Linked DNA regions of Mus musculus: all the other regions are linked to region 3. A link is a contact called in public Hi-C data. All regions are on one chromosome and are shown on one strand. The core of a region is the stretch at or near the end of the contact, and the rest is flanking DNA. Distances in the headings are between cores, read along the strand shown. Region 1 has its middle 46 kb from the start of Il1rl1. Region 2 has its middle 29 kb from the start of Il1rl1. Region 3 overlaps Il18rap (interleukin 18 receptor accessory protein).

Region 1 (3,969 bases), core at 707-3,206, 150 kb after region 3:
GTCCTGGGGCTCTCAGAAGGAAAAGAAGTAGCAACAGGAACAAAGACAGACCATTGAAAGGGGAAGAAACCCAGTAATGGATAGAGTCAAGGAACCAAGTAAGAAATAACTTCAAGATGAAAGACCAGCCACAGCAGGTGATGCAAGCTATTCAAACAAGGTATGGGCTTGAATTAAACCCTTGAATTTATCAATTTATCAACAGATACTGTGGAAACCAGAGTTTGGGGGAAGATTGGAGTGGACTGGTCTAAACTAGTTTTAAGGGCAAGTGGAAGAATAATTTAGAATAACAAGTGTATAAGGATATCAGGAAGTCCCAGGCCCCTAGGTGTGAAAATTATTTCTCTCTCTCTCTCTCTCTCTCTCTCTCTCTCTCTCTCTCCCTCTCCCTCTCCCTCTCCCTCTCCCTCTCCCTCTCCCTCTCCCTCTCCCTCTCCCTCTCCCTCTCCCTCTCCCTCTCCCTCTCCCTCTCCCTCTCCCTCTCCCTCTCCCTCTCCCTCTCCCTCTCCCTCCCCCTCCCCCTCTCTCTCTCTCTCTCTCTCTCTCTCTCTCTCTCTCTCTCTCTCTCTCTCTCGTAGATTAGAGTGGCTCTCAGACCTCTTCAGAGAGGTTTCTTTGTACAGTGGTTAACACATAGACACACTACTGGTCAAAGAGCAGAGAGCAAGTATCAGTTTAGTGTTCAGCCCTAAACGGAACATCTAGATTACACCCTTCTCAGTTCCTGAAGTGGGTACTTCATATGCCTGCAATGATATCCTGCTGCATGCCCGAAGAGATGGAGACTGGTGCATCATGGGTTAACCCTTCAAAGCCTTGACCAGAATAAGCTTCTCAATTTAATTGTCTCAGGTATGTGCTATTGGAATAAGATTACAACAAATTACCCCCATATTAGTTACCAATGGTGCCAAAGAGCAAGATGCCCCTGGCAATTTGCATACACCCACGAGAAACTGGAAAGCCCTTCTTTGAAGAGAAAAATGTGAAAATGTTTAAGGAAAAAAAAAAGCAAATGCTGAGTTAACTGCCATCTAGAATAAGGTTTTGTGAATCTCTTGTTGTGCCAGTTTAAAATTAAACTAATTATAAGAATATATGTATACAAGAGGCTAAAAGGCAATGGCCCAGTGGTTAAAAGTACTGCTGTTCTTGTAGAGGAGGTAGGTTCAGTTCCTAGCACCCACATAGCAATTTAAAAACTTTTATAACTTCAATTTTAAGGTACTCAATGTCCTCTTCTGCTCTCCAAGGGCTCCCACACATGTGACACTCACAAACTCATAAAGACACATAGGCAGTTAACTTAAAAATAAACTTCTTAAGAAAACATACGTATATGAAAAGCATAGTCTGTCCCAGAGAGCTCCATACTACTCTGGTTCAGAATTCCCTGGTCCCCTTGAGAAGGAGTGAGACGCAGAAGATGTATATACACAAAAGGAGGCCACATGAAGACACAGGGGGAAGGCAGCAAAGATGAGGGTCCAAAAACAGCCTGTCCCTCGATAACCTCAGAAGGAGCCAGTCCTGTTAGCTCTTCCGTCTTGAACTTTCATCCTCCAAGGCCAAGATCAAATAGATCTGTCGTATGTTACCCAGGCTGTGATGAGCTGTCATAGCAACCCCAGGAAGACAGCCACATTTAGTCTCTATCAGGAGATTGGAAGTCAAGTCATATTCTAGCCTCCTCCCAATTGCTATGGTCCCAGGTCTTAGCTGTGGTAAAGAGGACACTGACTACTGTGTTCTATGTTTGGTGCATCTCTAGGGAGGGATGTAGGTTTCAAGGCTGACCTCAGGACAGGCAATGGAAGACTTGTCAGAGTTTTGCTTCCACCGAGGCAGCGCCGTAGCCATTGGCATCATGGCTTCCACTCCTTCTTGACACCAACCACACTGTCCAAATTCTCACAAGCTCACCACAGAAACATGCTACCTTAGTCATCATGAATCATCTGTCTCCACCCCAGTGCCCCGGGGCAGCGGGGAGCTGAACCCTCACAGAGAAAGTGACACAGCATGACGTCACCAGCCTCCTTAAATGTGTAAGCAAACCTCTCCAGACCCACAAATTCGGAGTAACTCTATTTCTTCATCCTCATCATTACATGCAGGTGCCATGCTTATGAATAACATCTGCTTTTTGGAATAATAGGTAGGAAAAAATGTGCCTCTGTGGTGAACAGCAAATTGAGTGGCCTTAGAGGAGTTCAAAGAGTTAGACAGGGCTTTAAGGTGGACGTGTGGGTTGAGACAGCTGGAGAGAAAGGTAGCCTCCGCCTTCTTATCCTGATGGGAATGGAGAGGGTCCTATAGCTGTTTACAGCTACATCACTAGGTAAATCATATGCCCAAAGGGATCTTGGACCCCCAAACCCAGCAGAGCAAAGCAAGGGTGAGGATGCCACTTCCAGGGAATGTGAACCCTCGTGTCAGCTGAGCAGCTCAGGAGAACATCAGCTGCAACTGTGAGCCAGAGATGTTTCTATCAAAGCACGGATCCTGGGCAGGGAGGAGGTCTTCATGCTTCAAAGACCAGAAGAGAAAGGATGCAGAGCAGGAGAAGAGCAACGAAGGCAAGGAAAATAGGAACTTGTGGGATAGAAATTAAGAGTGACCAAAAACTAAAAGGGGGAAGTCATATTAGCAGAAGGAAGAGCCCAGAAGAAACAGCTACAGCCTCTAAGGAAGGATGCCACACATTTTGCAGTGATAGGAGGTACCCGGCCCACGACGATGCAAGTCCAAATACCTCACCATGCAAACCTTAACCCCAGTAACTACAGTTGTCTGCACAAATGCACTGCATCAAGTTAGGCAGACAGCTTAGAGTGGAGATTGTGACGTTCCCCTCAGTCTTTGGAGCAAGGCAGTCATCATCCCTGACCAAAGGGCAGGACATTTGTCAGTGGACCAGGGCAGGGCTCCCTCTTTGCCTTATGTCTTGCATTTATCTGCCCTTTTTTTTTTTTCTCCACCGACTGCTAAACAAATACTTGCCAGCCCTAATGTCGCTATTCAGCACTAGTATGGAATATATTCATTTAATAGCTGCCGAGCCAAACTCTGAGCAAGTGCTTTGGGCTGTCGTAGTAGAGACACGCTAATGGAATGGAGCACAAAACACAAAATAACTCTGGCTTCTCCAAACAGAATCTAGAGACTCAGGTTACCCGGCTGTATCGGGAGGGAAGTTGATACACCACAGATAAAAACATCGTACTTACCATTATCTTCCTTTCCATTCTGAGCCTTTCCGGGTGTTCCGTTCAACCCAGTGCTAAGCGCCACTTGGCCTCCATTCCTGTCTGAGGAACATCAACATCTCTTAGCCAGAATTTCCCATGATCCTCTCCCATGTCTGCTCCCTCCTCACTGAGAAATGTGTCTCCTTGTTCACACCTGGCTGTTGCACTTGTAAAACAGACTTGGTCCTTCGACCTCTCAGCTCCCAGTGCAGTCTTACCTGGAAAAGGACTCACTGTGAATGGTTTAGTGCCAGTCCCCTTCCCACTATGGCTAAAATCCTACCTATCTGTCCTTAACCATCGTGTGACACTTTGACCTCTTCCTTACTTTTTTACTCAGCTTTTCACTTGGCAACCCTGCACCAGCCTTCACCAACCTTACCACACAGCTGCCCTTGGAGCCTGAGGTCAATTTACTGTGGAAGAACTGAACTGTTCACCAAAGAGAACAGGACACCTCCTACAGCCTTGCTAAAAAAAAATATTCTTCTGTTCTTAGTTCTCCACTGGCACCTTCTGTCTTTGTGACCACTTCCTCCTGGTTCCCCATTCTTGGCCTTGCCCCCAACCTTGTTTCCATCACCTTCCCTTGCACCTCCTGTTTGAGTTTCTTCACTCTCTGGCTTCCTCATTGGTTCCTCTTTGAGCATCAGTCTTCGTCCAAGATGTGGGCCTGTTTCCTTCTTGAGGGTTCACATAGATTCTCATGATTCCG
Region 2 (4,132 bases), core at 1,433-3,932, 130 kb after region 3:
CTTTCCCCCCTCCCCCTGCTCTCCAACCCACCCACTCCTGCTTCCTGGCCCTGGCATTCCCCTATACTGGGGCCTAGAACCTTCACAAGACCAAGGGTTTCATCACGCATTGATGACTGAATAGGCCATCCTCTGCTACATATGCAACTAGAGACATGAGTCACACCATGTGTTTTCTTTGATTGGTGGTTTAGTTCCAGGGAGCTCTGGGGTTACTGGTTAGTTCATATTGTAGTTCCTCCTATGAGGCTGCAAACCCCTTCAGCTCCTTGGGTACTTTCTCTAACTCCTTCATTGGGGACCCTGTGCTCCATCCAATGGATGGCTGTGAGCATCCACTTCTATATTAGTCAGGCACTGGCAGAACCTCTCAGGAGACAGCTATATCAGGCTCCTGTCAGCAAAATCTTGTTGGCATCTGCAATAGTGACTGGGTTTGGTGATTGTTTATGGGATGGATCCTCAGGTGGGGCAGTCTCTGGATGGTCATTCCTTCAGTCTCTGCTCTCGACTTTGTCTCTGAACTCCTTCCATGGGTATTTTGTTCCCCCTTCTAAGAAGGATTGAAGTGTCCACACTTTGGTCTTCCTTCTTCTTGAGTTTCATGTGTTTTGCAAATTGTATCTTGGGTATTCTGAGCTTCTGGGCTAATATCCACTTATCAGTGAGTGCATATCATATGTGTTATTCTGTGATTGGTTTACCTCACTCAGGATGATATCCTCCAGATACATCCATTTGTCTAAGAATTTCATGAATTCATTGTTTTTATTTGCTGAGTAGTACTCCATTGTGTAAATGTACCACATTTTCTGTATCCATTCTTCTGTTGAGGGACATCTGGGTTATTTCCAGCTTCTGGCTATTATAAATAAGGCTGCTATGAACATAATGGAGCATGTGTCCTTATTACAAGTTGGAACATCTTCAGGAGTGAGATTGCTGGATTTTCTGGCAGAACTATGTCTAATTTTCTGAGGAACAACCAAACTGGTTTCGAGTCCTTGTCTCCTGGTTCCATTTTCTCTGTAATCTGTGTTTGTTTCTACTTAAGGGCTTACCTCTTGAATTAGGAGCCATGCTTTCCTGTCTAAGAACATCTAGTAATTGTAGCTGCAAGTTGATTGTTTTGGATGTGAAGTATTTCTGACTTGTGTTGCCTTCATTTAATTCTGAATTGCAGTCTAGTAGAGCAGTTCAGTCATCATGGTACCCTGCTCAGTTTTCCAACTGTTTAGAGTGACAGGCCAAGTCTAATATTGGTTACTCTGCTCTGGGTGATTGGGGGTTAATTTTAATCACAGTATTCTCAAGATTACTTAAGGGATCACTGCTGCACACAAATAGGAAAAATGTGGTTCAGCATCCTCCATTTCCTCTTTCTCTTCGTCCCAAAATAGTATCTGTCAAAAAAAAAAAAAACTTACCATGTTTTCAGCCCAGTTATTCCAGTCGAATCCAGTATTCCACAGATCAAATCATGCCCAGTCACTTAGTAACTATATCACCCTAATATAGTTATTCAACATCTGTAAACCTCCATTCTCCTATTTGAAAAAATAAGAATTATAGCAATACTTGTCTCACTGGGGTTTAAAGAACAAACCAAGGAGTAGAAGCGTCCATGACAGCGACCACCATAGGACAGGAACTTAGCTAGCCTGTAGAGACATTTAAGGGTCTTTCCTATTTCTCCAACATGACAATTTCCTCAAGAGGATACTTATAGCTGTTTGATATTTCTGTCTTCTCCATTCCATGAACTAATAAGTGAGGTCCACTGGTTAGGAAGCCCTGTGAAGGTCCTTTTCAGTTGGTGGCTGAGGTTTGTTTATTCTCTCTACAAATGTATTCTCAGTTTGGTTAACATGCTTAGCTGCATGCACTACAACAAGAACAGTACTGGAAACAACAAAAACAAAAGCCATGGCCTCTTCCCTCAAGACGAGCCACTGACTGTCTATTATGAGAAATGGGCCTAAATCAAATAACAAACAAACAAGGACATGCTATTGTTAAAAAATGCTCCACCGGAGATGCCAGTTACAGTAGATTGGCAGCAGTATGAAGAGGTAGTGGAACCTTTTTAAAGGTGTGGACTGGAGGAGAGAGGTATACCATGGAGGACTTTCCCCTTACAGAACTGTAGAACTCTGAGGTGCTACCCATCTCTTACTCTGTTCCCCCGGAACATGATCAGAGGTGTGATTATATATCAGCAATAACCAGCCATCGGAGCCTTAAAAGAATGATTGGAAAATTGATAAGAAAGACATTTGGGGGGAATGTACAATGGTACATCTCTCCTAATGATCAGAGGATATAAAGTTACTTGGGTTCCAGGTGACTGTTATCAACCCCTTCCCTGACAATCTCTGTCATTTCCTAGTGAGCCTAGGAACAAAGTAGCTATGGCAGCCGGGTTGAAAGCAATGCGTACAGCCAGTAACACAGACAGAGAGCAGAGACCAATGCTGAGCAGCCAACGTGGCAGTATGTCCCAGGTGCCTAGCCAGCAGCCTGGTGTCATGTTAACTAACTTTGCCTACTTCCATGAAGAGAAGTGTGACATTTTGTCTTCACTGGCCCAGTTATTCTTTATGTTGCTTTGCCTGACCTGTGTGTAATGCTTCAGCCAAAATAACCACACAGGCTTAACAGGATGTCCTATTTCCCCATCTTACTATTCCACACAGCATTGCTCCTGAAAAAGGAACTTGCTTTACAAAGAAAGAAGTGCAACAGTGAGCCCATGCTCACAGAAGCCACTAGCCTTCCATGCCCCCCACCTTCCTGGAGTAGCTTGCCAAAAAAAAAAAAAAAAACAAAAAAACAAAAAAAAATGAATTGGACTGTGAAAGATAGAGTTAGAATATGGAAAAGTGGCAAGAGCCTGAGGCCTGGGGCAGATTCTTCAAAAGGCTGTATATTCAGCATCCGTATCCTACATGGATTCTGCATCACCATCCCACATGGATTCTGCATCACCATCCCACATGGATTCTGCATCACCATCCCACATGGATTGATTCTGCATCACCATTGTTAGAGACCATACCATGAGAAAGCAAGCCCTTCACAATCTCCCACCCTGACAAGCCAAATGGTCTCGTGCTAGGAGTGGGTCATCACTCCCTTCTCCCTGTTCCCTTCCTGGCACCTCAGGCTAAAAAAGCTGAATTATAGTCCCCTCTTCCTTATCTTTTCCTGACTCTTATGACATCCAAGGACATGAGTTATGCGCTGAGCCCAGCCTGATACCCAAGGCTGTTAAGGAGGATCTATGTTCCAGAGATAAGACACAGAGTGCCCACCACCTGGAGCCTGACTTCTGCCCTCATGTTAGCAGATGCCTACTTCTTTGTTCTCTGTTAATTCCCCCTCCACCCCTCCCTATTCCCCTCGATGTATGCTTTAAAATCCGGCGTCTCAGCCAAATAAACGGAGACCTTGATAGGAAACAATCTACTTGGTCTTCGGCTTTTATTTCTCTTCCATCCCATTTTCTTCCAGGTTTGCAGTCCCCCTCACACCCACGAATAGCTGAGTCCCAAGGGACGGGATACACCATCCTATATCATAGATTCTGCATCTGCCTCCGACATGTGGTACAGTTTCTGATAAAGCCAGGAGGGAAAAAAAAAAAAGAATGACACAACCCATCATCATCCACAGGGACCCATGAACTACTTGTCTACATCTTATTCCCATTAATAAAAGACTTGCCACCTACATGTATTTATTCCAAATGGAGAACTTCTGTCAGGTATATAAGTATTCCACTGAACTAGATGTTAACCAGCTAAGAAAGGAGTGACTTTGCTCCCAGGAGTGACTGTCCAGACTACTAGGGAGAAACTGGACTAATTCTCCCCAAAGAGTATGTCTGGAGTGTAACAGATTTTTCAGAATTTGGCCATGTCTTATGATTAAGATTAGTAGAAGATGACAACCCAATTCAGGTAAGATAATAAATCTACAGTCCTCAGAAATGAATATTTGGGTCTCTATTCGTTGTGACTGATCACTGTTCCAGGTACAGATCCTAGGCCTGCTCAGGTACTTGCTGAGGGTGGAGGAAATACAGAAATGGTAGTAGAGGAAAGTTTTTATAAATACCAACTAAAGCCAT
Region 3 (4,369 bases), core at 1,735-4,234:
AGAGATCCCACGGCGTCAGTCTCAGGAGAGCTCCAATTCGAGTAGGATACAAATGCATCGAATTCCTTCTTATCTAAGGAAAGGGAACAACAAACAAAACCAAAGTCCTTTTTAGTAACTATCATGATATATACAGATGCTTGGAGCGTATGCTAAATGGAAAAGAAATAAGATTTGGGATCCTTACAAAAAGGAATTAAAAGCAAAGCCAGCAGATGCATCCATTTTAAAATCACACCACGGAGTGGTTTTGATTGTCCCTATGAAACCCAATGATTAGCGTATGAAGTACCCCTGTGTCTCTGCAGGGGACAGATCAAACAGCTGGGGCCTCCCGTGATTGAATCTTGTGTGCTCGGGAGGGCATCATTCTTTGTATCTGCAGTGTTTCTAGCTCATTAGTCACACATCAAAGAGGAGTCTGCTCCGTTAAAGCGTGATAATAACCAGAAATCAAGTGCTGTTAAGATCTGGATCCAGTACCCATCGGGAGATAGTGGCACACTTTTAGCCATGCAACAGCATTGGATGGTTCAGTTAACAGTGGGTGCATTGCAGTGGAGGTCCTATAAGTTAACAACACACAGGTGACTCCTATTGCCCATGGCTGCTGTAGTCCTCACGGCACTACAGCCCATAATATTTCTCCCATGTGCAGTAATGCTGGTATGGTCCTCTATGTGCACAATATGCAGAAGCATATCTCTCCGGCCATGGCCCGTATATAGCACGTGACTATATCACCGGCTCTCCATTTGTTGCACTTGGCTTGCCATGGCTGTGGAACACACTACCGCTTCTAAACACTGTTTGCCCTACAACACCATCAGCAGCCTCACGTACCTGGCAGTTAACAAGTCTCACAATTGGATAAATGTTCTCTTCTGCTTAACTGGGTGTTGGTTGTTTTGCTCATCACAACCTGGGAGTAGTTGGGCTTTATCTATGTATTTGCATATATAGTACCCACTGTGTAGTGATAGGCTTATATACACACACTCTCCAGAGAGTCCACAGCCTACTGTGTCGTAGTTTATACTGTCTAGGTTTATACAAGCCCACTATATTTTGTTTCTACAAAGAAAAGTAGCCTAAGGGTACATGTATCTGAATGTACCCTTGTCATGAAGGGCTGTGTCAAGTGACGACAGTACTTGTATCTCCTTGTGAGGTGAGATCAGTCGAGTTCCCCTTGCAGGAATGGTTGCATGAGGTAGCAAATATGCCAGACCAGAGTCTCTGGCTCTCACACAGCCCTCCCCTTATATTTGAGAAGCTACATTTATAGAAGTAGTCTTAGGACACTGTACAGGTCTCTTGTACTTCTGTTGATAATATTATCAGGAAGATTTGTTGGGATATGCTGAAATAAAAAAACTACCTCGAAGAGACAGAAAACTCACACATTAACTCACACGTTTTGGGATGGAGCAGCTGTAGTTTATATTTCAGGTCATTCCATAACCTCCATCTACAGTGTTGTTAGATGTAACTAGTGTCTCAGGCCACAAGTAGTGTCTCAGGCCGTTCAGCAGTGTGCTTGCTAAAAGAGATGCCCAGAGGATTGGCTACCATCCACAAATAAAACAGGAGGCTCAGAGCCCCCAAAGCTATAGAAGCTAGTTTGTGAGGTACTCGACTGCCCATATAGAAAGGAGGAGACTCTGAGGTGTGGCCTGTAGGTAAGTGCTGGTGTGTTTAATGATGAGACCTTGAGATAAGAGTAAAGAAGAAGTTCCAGAGAGGAGGATAGTAGGACACGCCAGTACGCAGAAAGGGTTAAAAAGTGAGATTGACTTTACTGAGGAGGGGGAAGGGTAAAAGGAAGGGTGGATGAATATCAATAGAAATGATTTTAAAAGCAAAATAAAAATAAAAATGTGTAACACACCATATCTACCTCTGACCCTCCCAGGGTTTTGTAAAAACCCCAGAGTTTTCTATAAATCAAAAGATAAAACAGAGGAATGGATACAGAAAATGTGGTACATCTACACAATGGAGTACTACTCAGCTATTAAAAAGAATGAATTTATGAAATTCCTAGGCAAATGGATGGACCTGGAGGGCATCATCCTGAGTGAGGTAACACATTCACAAAGGAACTCACACAATATGTACTCACTGATAAGTGGATATTAGCCCCAAACCTAGGATTCCCAAGATATAAGGTACAATTTGCTAAACACATGAAACTCAAGAAGAATGAAGACTGAAGTGTGGACACTATGCCCCTCCTTAGAATTGGCAACAAAACACCCATGGAAGGAGTTACAGAGACAAAGTTTGGAGCTGAGATGAAAGGATGGACCATGTAGAGACTGCCATATCCAGGGATCCACCCCATAATCAGCATCCAAACGCTAACACCATTGCATACCCTAGCAAGATTTTATTGAAAGGACCCAGATGTAGCTATCTCTTCTGAGACTATGCCGGAGCCTAGCAAACACAGAAGTGGATGCTCACAGTCAGCTAATGGATGGATCACAGGGCTCCCAATGGAGGAGCTAGAGAAAGAACCCAAGGAGCTAACGGGATCTGCAACCCTATAGGTGGAACAACATTATGAACTAACCAGTACCCCGGAGCTCTTGACTCTAGCTGCATATGTATCAAAAGATGGCCTAATCGGCCATCACTGGAAAGAGAGGCCCATTGGACACGTAAACTCTGTATGCCCCAGTACAGGGGAATGCCAGGGCCAAAAAGGGGGAGTGGGTGTGTAGGGGAGTGGGGGTGGGTGGGTATGGGGGACTTTTGGTATAGCATTGGAAATGTAAATAAGCTAAATACCTAATAAAAAATGGAAAACAAAACAAAACAAAAAAAAGATAAACTTATTTAGCAATGAATTTACAGAGTGTGGTGTTAGAGGACCTACACATGTCCTCCTAGTGTTATTTCTTTCTAAATGAAGTTTAGACATTCACAATGAACTCTTGGGCTTTCATTTTGTAAATAAATATCCGTTTGACCAGCAGAGGGCGCTGAATCACTGTGCTCCAGAACCCAGTTCTGAGCAAATCACCAAGAAGTGAAATCACATGAGACAAAATTAAATGATCCCTATCAACTGACTCTGCTTTGTTAAACTCTAGAATCTTAGGGGGGGGGGGGTTCAGTGAATTTGTTCCATACAAATATAAAAGGCTAATTAAACAAACAAAAATTCTGAAAACACTGTTGGCTTATATGGAACTCAAAGGATGTTATCAATAATCGATCTAAAATAAGATGAAATGCATGTATTTCTCTAGTTTTCTTAGCTTGGTTCAGGTGTGTGTGTGTGTGTGTGTGTGTGTGTGTGTGTGTGTGTGTGTGTGTGTGTGTGTTTGTGTGTGTTTGTGGGGGCGGGGAACTGAACTCAGACCTGAAACACTTCTTACTTTCTTTTCTTGGTGCCGTAATTTCAGCCTGCAAAAGCCACTGGCCTCAGAGGACCCTCCCAGTGAAGGTGCTTACACGGCAGGCAGACCTTCTGCTCCAAGCAGTAAAGTCAGTCACTGACACTGCAAATACACTGACCTGAGACTTGCTGAAGCCAGCAAAGCTTAAAGCAGCATTCTAGCCCATACAACATGATGGGTATTGCAACCATGTCTTGTGGGTGAATTAACAGAAGTGTCATTGGTAATAATAGGACTTGTAATTTGTGCAACTTACACTTGTTTGGGACAAATCCCTGACCTGGCATGCCTTGTTTTCATGTGGTAATAACCCAGGTGATGGGTTTCCTAAAACCAGACTTAAAGATTCAAAGTTAAGACACAGCCTCTTTGGGTGGTCTCATACGAAGATTATGGCTTCATCTTTCTCTGTCTAAGGGGACTGTGAAGATGGCAATAGTCAATACTCTGACTGGGCATATGACCCATCCTCAAGTGACATTCATCGCAGACCATACTGAGTTTCTATATACTTAGGTACCAGTCTAAAGGCAAACCAGGTCTAGCCTCAGTGAGCTCACATACTGTCCTCTGCCTGCTGCTGCGACAGTCCTGTTTTATGAATGAGGAGAGCGGTATATAAAGCTGCCACTTGCTGAATCACCCCAGATTGGTTAGCAAAGAGAATATTTCTAAGTCCCATAAATCCCACAAAAGTATCTTCTACAAGGTTCCTGGTAACTAGAATGAGCTAGAATTGTTTCTTCAGTCTTTCCTGGTGTAAAGCCAGAGCAAAAGGAGGAGAGGAAGGAGGAGGAGGAAGAAGAAGAGGAGGAGGAGGAGGAAGAGGAAGGAGGAGAAGATGAACAAGAAGAGGAGCAGGAAAATTAGAAGAAAAAAGAAGAAGAGTAAGAAAAGGGGGAGGAAAGACTAGGAGGAGGAGGAAGAAGAATTAGAAGAGGAAGAAGAAGAATAGAAAG

The links. A called contact is a pair of places that touch in the nucleus more often than the background predicts.
Region 1: a Hi-C map of bone marrow-derived macrophages shows a contact between it and region 3, with 4 times the contacts expected there. The contact joins two enhancer-like sites. A contact is called at or near these places in 2 of 39 promoter capture datasets (the 3T3-L1 cell line and embryonic stem cells), 7 of 15 datasets of contacts at CTCF or cohesin (CD8 T cells, the NIH/3T3 cell line, embryonic stem cells and 3 more), 234 of 484 Hi-C or Micro-C datasets (the 3T3-L1 cell line, 3T3-L1-derived adipocytes, the 63-12 cell line and 127 more), 25 of 115 datasets of contacts at active chromatin or transcription factors (the 230-238 cell line, CD4 T cells, CD8 T cells and 19 more) and 5 of 9 other capture datasets (adipose tissue, bone marrow-derived macrophages, embryonic tail and 2 more).
Region 2: a contact with region 3 is called in a Hi-C map of bone marrow-derived macrophages, with 33 read pairs. The contact joins two enhancer-like sites. A contact is called at or near these places in 7 of 39 promoter capture datasets (the 3T3-L1 cell line, 3T3-L1-derived adipocytes, the HPC-7 cell line and 3 more), 2 of 15 datasets of contacts at CTCF or cohesin (CD8 T cells and the NIH/3T3 cell line), 3 of 484 Hi-C or Micro-C datasets (3T3-L1-derived adipocytes, the HPC-7 cell line and bone marrow-derived macrophages), 2 of 115 datasets of contacts at active chromatin or transcription factors (the HPC-7 cell line and bone marrow-derived macrophages) and 3 of 9 other capture datasets (adipose tissue, liver and macrophages).

What each region holds. Positions count from the first base shown.
Region 1 is chr1:40,391,423-40,395,391 of GRCm38.p6, reverse strand. No RefSeq gene overlaps it. Among named protein-coding and RNA genes, the nearest start is that of Il1rl1, 46 kb to the left of the region's middle. Within about 2 kb of position 1,956, at least 57 of the 459 cell types and tissues checked have an H3K27ac peak or open chromatin away from gene starts, as enhancers often do. A contact at or near this core is called in the STO cell line and bone marrow-derived macrophages, where this site is marked.
Region 2 is chr1:40,408,636-40,412,767 of GRCm38.p6, reverse strand. It overlaps a transcript of Il1rl1 not described here. Among named protein-coding and RNA genes, the nearest start is that of Il1rl1, 29 kb to the left of the region's middle. Within about 2 kb of position 2,682, at least 27 of the 459 cell types and tissues checked have an H3K27ac peak or open chromatin away from gene starts, as enhancers often do. A contact at or near this core is called in bone marrow-derived macrophages, where this site is marked.
Region 3 is chr1:40,543,471-40,547,839 of GRCm38.p6, reverse strand. It overlaps Il18rap (interleukin 18 receptor accessory protein), which reads right to left. Exons shown (of 13, transcript NM_010553.4): 12 at 1-73. Among named protein-coding and RNA genes, the nearest start is that of Il18rap, 30 kb to the right of the region's middle. Within about 2 kb of position 2,984, at least 7 of the 459 cell types and tissues checked have an H3K27ac peak or open chromatin away from gene starts, as enhancers often do. A contact at or near this core is called in the STO cell line and bone marrow-derived macrophages, where this site is marked.